Linked DNA regions of Sus scrofa: region 1 is linked to region 2. A link is a contact called in public Hi-C data. All regions are on one chromosome and are shown on one strand. The core of a region is the stretch at or near the end of the contact, and the rest is flanking DNA. Distances in the headings are between cores, read along the strand shown. Region 1 holds the start of CSPP1 (centrosome and spindle pole-associated protein 1). Region 2 holds the start of COPS5 (COP9 signalosome subunit 5).

What was found. Hi-C and Micro-C count contacts between places; a contact is called where the count stands out from the background.
Region 1: a Hi-C map of liver shows a contact between it and region 2, with 2.5 times the contacts expected there. The contact joins the promoter of CSPP1 here to the promoter of COPS5 in region 2. A contact is called at or near these places in 1 of 5 promoter capture datasets (liver), 23 of 47 Hi-C or Micro-C datasets (adipocytes, alveolar macrophages, blood and 14 more) and 2 of 2 datasets of contacts at active chromatin or transcription factors (alveolar macrophages and skeletal muscle).

What each region holds. Positions count from the first base shown.
Region 1 is chr4:67,842,258-67,846,081 of Sscrofa11.1, reverse strand. CSPP1 (centrosome and spindle pole-associated protein 1) reads left to right here and starts at 1,745. Exons shown (of 27, transcript XM_021089277.1): 1 at 1,745-1,828.
Region 2 is chr4:67,738,736-67,742,258 of Sscrofa11.1, reverse strand. It overlaps COPS5 (COP9 signalosome subunit 5), which reads right to left and starts at 1,443. Exons shown (of 8, transcript NM_001105300.1): 1 at 1,253-1,443. The coding sequence starts at 1,395. The region is part of intron 3 of CSPP1 (centrosome and spindle pole-associated protein 1); the gene reads left to right.

The DNA of each region.
Region 1 (3,824 bases), core at 496-2,995, 100 kb before region 2:
TCCCAGATGATGGGTACCTCAGGATGGAAGGGAAGCAAATAGATGCTAATATTCCAGCTTTTTTTTTTTTTTTTTGGTCTTTTGTCTTTTTAGAGCAGCAACCAAGGCTGGAGGTTCCCAGGCCAGGGGTCAAATCAGAGATGTAGTTGCTGGCCTACACCACAGCCACAGCAATGAAAGATCTGAGCCGAGTCTGCAACCTACACCACAGCTCATGGCAACGCTGAATCCTTAACCCACTGAGCAAGGCCAGGGTTCGAACCTGCGTCCTCATGGATACCAGTCAGGTTCGTTAACCACTGAGCCACAATGGGAACTCCTAATATTCTAGTTCTTAAATGCATCTTTGGGCTCCCGTGTATTTATCAATTTATCATACCTAAGGACTGATATACATTATCACATTTTTAATCAAACATTTTGTAAAATTTTTAAAAATTCCAACACTTAGCAATGAAAACATGATTCAAGCCACTTAGGCCTCAAAAAGGATGACTGACTCTAATATCAAATAGATACTACTTTAAGCTATCACATTTGCCCTACTGACAGTTAACTGCTATATTGTTTTAGATCAAACAACGTGTACTTCAAATTCTGGGGAGAAAAAAAAACCCCACAGGACTATAGCAAATCTCATCGACGAGGTATTAAGGTATTCATTGTAACTTGCTTTTTAATAAGCAAAAGTTTTCAGTCTCCCAGGTGTTGACCAATTTTTTCCGTATTATGTCCAGAAATACACATCTCTATGTAAACCCAAGCATCTAAAGGTATATATAGCAGGCATTTACAGCCTAAGCGCCTTCTAGACCGGACATACTGTTCTGCAACTTCAATGCCACGTCTCTAGAACGTATTTACAAATGAACATCCAGGAACAAACGCCAACGATGATCCACTGTGTCAAGACCACAATTCATTGCAAGGAGGTAAACTGCTGTGTTAAATTTAAAAACCAGTTAGAGTCCAGTTAAGATTGTCTTAATATCTAAGAGCTAATCCCTCCCCCTTTTATAGAACTTTCCCTAAGGATAAATGAGCGCCCATTCCTGAATCGGTCTAGGCCACACACAAAGCTTTACTGGGAATACAAAGGGCTCCAGCCAAGGCCTAGGCGGGGCGCGAAACCACCCGCCCTACTTTCCAGCCGCCTCGGAACAAAATCACAGAGGGCCCTTAATTAGTTTGGGCTGAGAACAAGCGAAATCAGGGTTTACTACAGAGAAGGGTCAGCTAAGACTTGCAGGTAACGGTTACTCACAAAATGAGACTGAGCAGAAGGCGCGGAGTTAAGCTCAAGGCTGCGTCCACCAGGGCTGGGGAGAAGGTGGCCTCCCGGGATGACCTTGAAGCTGAGGCGACGCCGACCGCTCGGCTGCACCCCGAAAGGTACCGGGGCCCGGGGCCCTGGACCCACAGGACGGAGGGGCCCGAGGCTGATTCATGGGCTCTGGCACAGAGTCGGGTTCCCGGCAGGAAGCGGACTTAACTCCGCGGGGACCCCCGATACGAAGAGCCCGGCGACTGGCCGCAGGCGCTGCCGCCCCTCGCGCAAGGCCGACGGTGACTCAGGAGTCTTTCTCCTCCAGTTGCAGGCGGAAAAGTAACCGCCCCCCGACCCACGCGGCCGCCCGCGGCGCTCCGGAGCCGTGGCGCTCCAGGCTAGCCCCGCCCCTTCCGGCCCTTGGCTCCACCCCCACCCGGCCTCCCTGCAGCGGCGCGCCTGCCAGCTCGCAGGTTTATCCCGAGCGGCAGTGCTTTCGGGGTTTCCACAGAGGATTTCAGGGCTCCTGAGGACCTCGCTGTGTGCTATTTCCTTGAATATGTAAGTGATTAAACTACCAGTTTGTAATGGATTTAAGCAAGCAGAAAACGCTCTAAAAAGAGTCCCCCATTCCCAGTTACATTCGCTTGGTCTTCTACTCCCTCACGTAGTTAAGTACTTAAAAAACTGGTGGTATTGGACCCCCCCCACCTTATAGTAAGGGTAGCTGGATTCGACCTTTTAACACTCAGAAAAGAACTAGTTACCCGGAAAAAAAAGAAGCTGTTATATGTGCCCTATATTATAACAATAGCTCTTATTACTATATTTATTGATAATAGTAGAAGGTTAAGAAAAAGCATTCATAAAGCAGTCGCTTGCCTTATTTATGAACATGTAAATTGCTATTGATTTTCATGCTTTGTGTTTTATTACACTTTTTTCTTTTGATCATGATGTATTGAGCCCTGGCTGCATAGTACTAAGCTTAGGTCTAGAGGAAACGGGGTGTTGATCTTGCCAGAAAAAAATGCACATGAAAGCATATAATTAAACGATTGAATCAGTGAAAGACACGTCTCTCATTTAAACACTGTAAGTTGATGACATTATAAATCATTTAAAGATAAAAATGGATTAACTCTGGTACAGGCATCTAGAATTGAGCTGGGTGGCCATTATTGGGTGTGGTTTCCCACATCACTGAGAACTTCAATTTTTTGAACTGTGTCTAACTCAAGGACACCACCAGCTGCTTTCAAAACAATATGTCCTAGCAGCTGCTAGCTGCAATCTTTGAAGTTTCAAACATATCTCCCCCCCACCTTTCACAGCTATGTGATCTTTTCAGTCCCCAAACAGTCCTTATTTAGCAAGCACCCTTCTTGCCCCCTCAAATCCTAATTCTTGAGAAACAATTTATATAATCTTATGGTTTTGTGCCTTTGTATACTTCCCCCATTTTGTAATCTGGCAGAATACAATTCAGCTGCTCCTTGGATCTGTGTGTCCTGGGCTGCAGTCCTAACATTCCCCAAATAAATGCCTCTTTATTTCAACCAGGTCTCTGTTCTTAGAATTCTTGTTTAACACTTCTAAGAAATTGATAAAAATCCAGTGCAGAATATATTTTGCCTCAAAGAAACATGATGTGAAAGCCTAAACCTAGCAAAACAAATTGTGATTATAGTCCTTTTACCAAAGGATTCTTCCTTATGAGATAAACTGGAACCTGGGACCTTTCACCTGAATGCTTACACCTGGAAGAAACTTTAAGGGACTAAAAATAACCACACATGCGCAGTTTAGGCAATTACAAAGAATAAGATACACAAAAGCCACAAACCAGCTGCCACTTCTGAGGTGCCAGGAGCAAAAACCAAGGGCGTGGGCAGGTCATCTAAGCCATGCTTTCTGCCCAACCCACAGACATGATGCCTGTTACCCCTTTTAATGTCCCAAGTGGCTCCTCTCCAGGAGTGAGCAAGGGCACCTGTTACTTGTTTTCACTCCCTTTTGCTGCAGAACAAGTTCCAATACACCCTTGCCTGAAATTCTCCTCTGGCCTCTTAGCAGTTTCTATTGATTAAAGAGTCCAGTAGCTGGGGTCAGTAGAATGTATGTAAAGTTTTTGCTGAATGCTTTAACATGGACTTAAAATTCTTTGTTTGGTGCCCCAAGTGGGCACTATTTCTTCTGTCAAGTAATGGCTTGGGCCTCAGCCTGCCATTGCAGATTCCTGCTGGGTATTACTTCTACAACCTAATTATCAACCTGGGAAGCCACCTCCACCAGGCTTTTACCTACAACTATGTGGGCAGATGTGGTGGGAGCCATCATTACTGATTTGGCAGTGATTTCTTGGATATGACACAAAACCCAGGCAACAAAAGAAAAAAATAGATAAACTGGACTTCACCAAGATTAAAAACTTTTGTGCATCAAAAGGCACTATCAATGGATTGTCAAAGACAATCCACAGAATGGAAAAAAATATTTGCAAAGCATATATTTGATAAGGGATTAATATTCAGAACATATGAAGAACTTCTACAAC
Region 2 (3,523 bases), core at 194-2,693:
ATATTTCACAGGGCTGTTGCTAGGAGGAAATGAAGTAAATGAAATAATGTATATAAGGTACTTAGCCTAGTGCCTGACACATACTAAAACTTTTTAAATGCTAGCTGTTGTTAGCATTATCAACCTATCTTTTACAGAACTCTCAAAGAAGTCTGTTGAGGGCTGTGGCTTCTTTCTGTGGTATCAGCCTCAAAATGGAAAATGTAGCCTTATCTTTAGTTCTGCTATGATCACTGTTTAAGTTTTTCATCTGTGGTTGTGACTAAACTACTGTTGAATAAAATTACATTTTGGTCTCACTGATGTGGCTCAAGACAGCTAGGTTGTATATAACTAGAGATACAATCACACAGCGAGGCTAATAGTTTCCAAATATTTAATAGGCTCTATCAACCTAAAATGCACAGCCTGCTATAGAAAGAGCAGGTGAGGCAAACCAACTCAGTGCTCAGTCCTTAGTAAGTACTCAATAAACATTGCTGAATCTGAATAATGACAATTAAAGCTTGCCTTGTGGGACAGATGAAGCATGGTTTTTGTTGTTGACCACCGCTTTCCCATCTATCTCTCTGTTAGAGACGGTGCTCTTTTAACTCTATCTCTAACAATATCTGCTCTCAGGAAAGGATAAATGCTGTGGGAAAGAATCCTCGATCTGTCATCACTCTCAGGGACACAGCTGTTTTGCTAAATGGCAAAGAACTCTATTGATTTAATTTGTAGCTTATGTGAACTTGCTAACATTTTGGGAGACTAAGTAGAACCTCGCGGTGTTTCTAAAATAATTACCAGCAATCGAAAAACAATTACAGATCTAAACGATGGCTTTTAATTAAAGACCGTTGGGCTGGCTCAATTTCTGAAGACAGCTACAGTCTCCAGTCTAAGATCTGCTGCAAGTCCCAACAAAGTGTATACCGACACAGGATTCAAGGCAGAGTGTGTAGCATACGTGACGGTATGGGTGTTGAGGAGTAAAAGCCCAAATCACCGCTTGCCGTTTTCCTTTTCCATTCTCCCGAGGCAAACGGGTTAAAGAGACAGAAAGGGGAGTCAAGCGAGCCCCAAAGGAGGGACTTACGCTCAACTTGCGCGGATAAAAAGGCAAAGCAAAAATTCTCAGACGCTTACTCTTCCTCTTCCCTGCACAAGAAAAGACAAGCCCAGTCCCCGCTTCAGCTCCCACCCCTACTGGGTCTCTTAAACTCCCGCCACCCTTCCCTCCCCAGCATTTCGCCAGGGACCTCCTCACTCCTTAGTCCAGGGTTTCGCCGCCAGGATTTCTTGCTGCTGTTTTTTGTCGTATTTGTAGATTTCATCGATACTCTGGGCTTCCTGCATGTTGTTGGCTAATTCCCACGTTTTCTGGGCCATACCACTCCCAGAAGCCGCCATCGCAGAGGATTCGGAGAAGTTGTTGCCCCTACAACCAAGACGCAACTTCAACCTCGCTAGGTTTCCGGGTGTGGGCTTCAGACCCACCCCACCGCAGGTGCAAACTGGTACTAGACTCTCGAGGCAGCCATGACACCTAGAACCGGAGGTGAAGTTGGTACCGACCATTCGAGGATGGCGGGGGTCCTTCCGGAACGCGACGGTGTAAACAGCAGTTACACAATAGTTAGAGACAGAGGAATCTCCTTGTGGATTAAATGAAGACATATTATCTTGGAAAATTATATGTGTGAATTAAGACAAAAACAGCGTTTATGTAAGGAATGGTATAGCCTTCCGCACCGGAAGAAGGGCATGTAACGTTATGCCAGAAAACGAATTGACCTTCCTTGTTCGTACTGCGCAGGCTCGGCCTCCGCCATATTAAAAATAGATCCTTAAACGGGGATGGGAGAAAGAATTGTTTTTATGTAGGTGCAGGTACTTTAAATGCAGTAAGTTTGTTGAAAGACTTAAAAAAAAAAAAGGATGTCTGGAAAAATTGAGATAAATAGTTCTGAATGCTGGCTTTGAGAGAATACATGACATCCTAGTTTACTTTCAGATGAATCACCGCACATGTGTAAAATCCTATGGGCTCGTGGTTGGGCACTAAGCTTCTCTTGGGCGTTCTCTAGCGATCATATGAAGCTGTGGAAACTCGTGGATGGCTACGGTCATGCCTTGGTGTGTTTGTAAAAATTAACATCTCTAGGCGCTATTAATGTCCCGAAAATGTCCAGTACCCAGTTGCTATAATAGTTTACAGTTTAATCTTCTGCATTGCTCTGTGGAACTAACTCTGCTCCGAGACTGAATTAATCTAGGGGGAGTATTGGTTGTCATCCAAGAGTTCAAACGGTATTTAATTATTTCATTATTTGCTTGTTTTAGTTATTCTCCCCCCCCCCCCGCATTAGATTCTAAGTTCCAAAACACAGGGACCAGGTGTGCTCCTTGTTGTATCCTCAATGTCTACCATAGATGTTCAATTTTTTTCCCCCTGGGGGAAAAGGGGAGGGGGGGCATCACAATTCACCTCTCCAGTTTCATCTTTCTTTAGTTACCCTGAAACTTTGCATAAGGTGGCTAGCATTGCCTGAAAAGCTCTCCCCTGACTTTTCGGACTGGGAGTTTAAACTTACATTTAAAAACACAGCTCAGAGCTCTCTGCCACGCAATCCTTCTTAACTTTTCTCTCTCCAGTAATCCTTCTGCCGTGTCTCTAAATGCCTGTAGGTGCTTGCATAACTGTTACAGTGCAAGGAAATAATGTATTTGTTTACCTGGAAGTTTTTCTTTTCACTCTCAGTTTCAGAGTGCAGGGCACTTGGTTCTGAGCTGTATCCTCCACTCCTAGAAAGCTGTGTGACATTTAGTTAAGACAACATTAGTATTATGGAATCCACAACTCCGCCTGTGGTTTTGACATTAAATTCCATTTGAAGAAAATTTATCTTTCAAGCCCTCGTACAAACTAACAAGATAAAGGTCACTTAGTTCCACTGTCCCGGGAATCTAGATATCTCTTTTCTAGTGGTAGCATATGGCCACTAAGTTTTGGGGTGTACTGCATATGTTGAAATTAATAATAGAAGCCTAGGACAAAACGTTGACCACATTCCTGGGAGAACGATAATGCCCTGGAAAGGTGTGCCAACAAGTTTTCTCTCACTACCAACCTTATCCACTCCCCCACCCCACCCCTAGGCTTTGACCCTTAGGCCGACTGGAGGAGACAGAATCAATTTCGCTTTGGGAAGGGGCTCCTACAGTTTAATAGTACTCAGGCGGAGCGGGGGAACCAGGTGGCTGAGTACCCCTCCAGGTGCAGGCGAGCCCTGCGAATTGCCGGGCGTGTATGCGGCCTCCGGGGCGACAGGGGGCGCCCCCACCGCGTGGCCTTGCCCCGCGGCCATAGTGGGGGCGGGGCCGCGTTTGGCCGTTGGCAAAAGGCGGGCGGAGGGTTCGGCCCGAGAGGCGGAGCCCGGGCCGGGCGGCCTGTGCCCCTGTTCCCGCGCTGGGCGACCGCCGCCACTGCTTCGCAGCGTGAAGAGCTTCACCGGAGCGCTGTGCGACTTCCCGGACG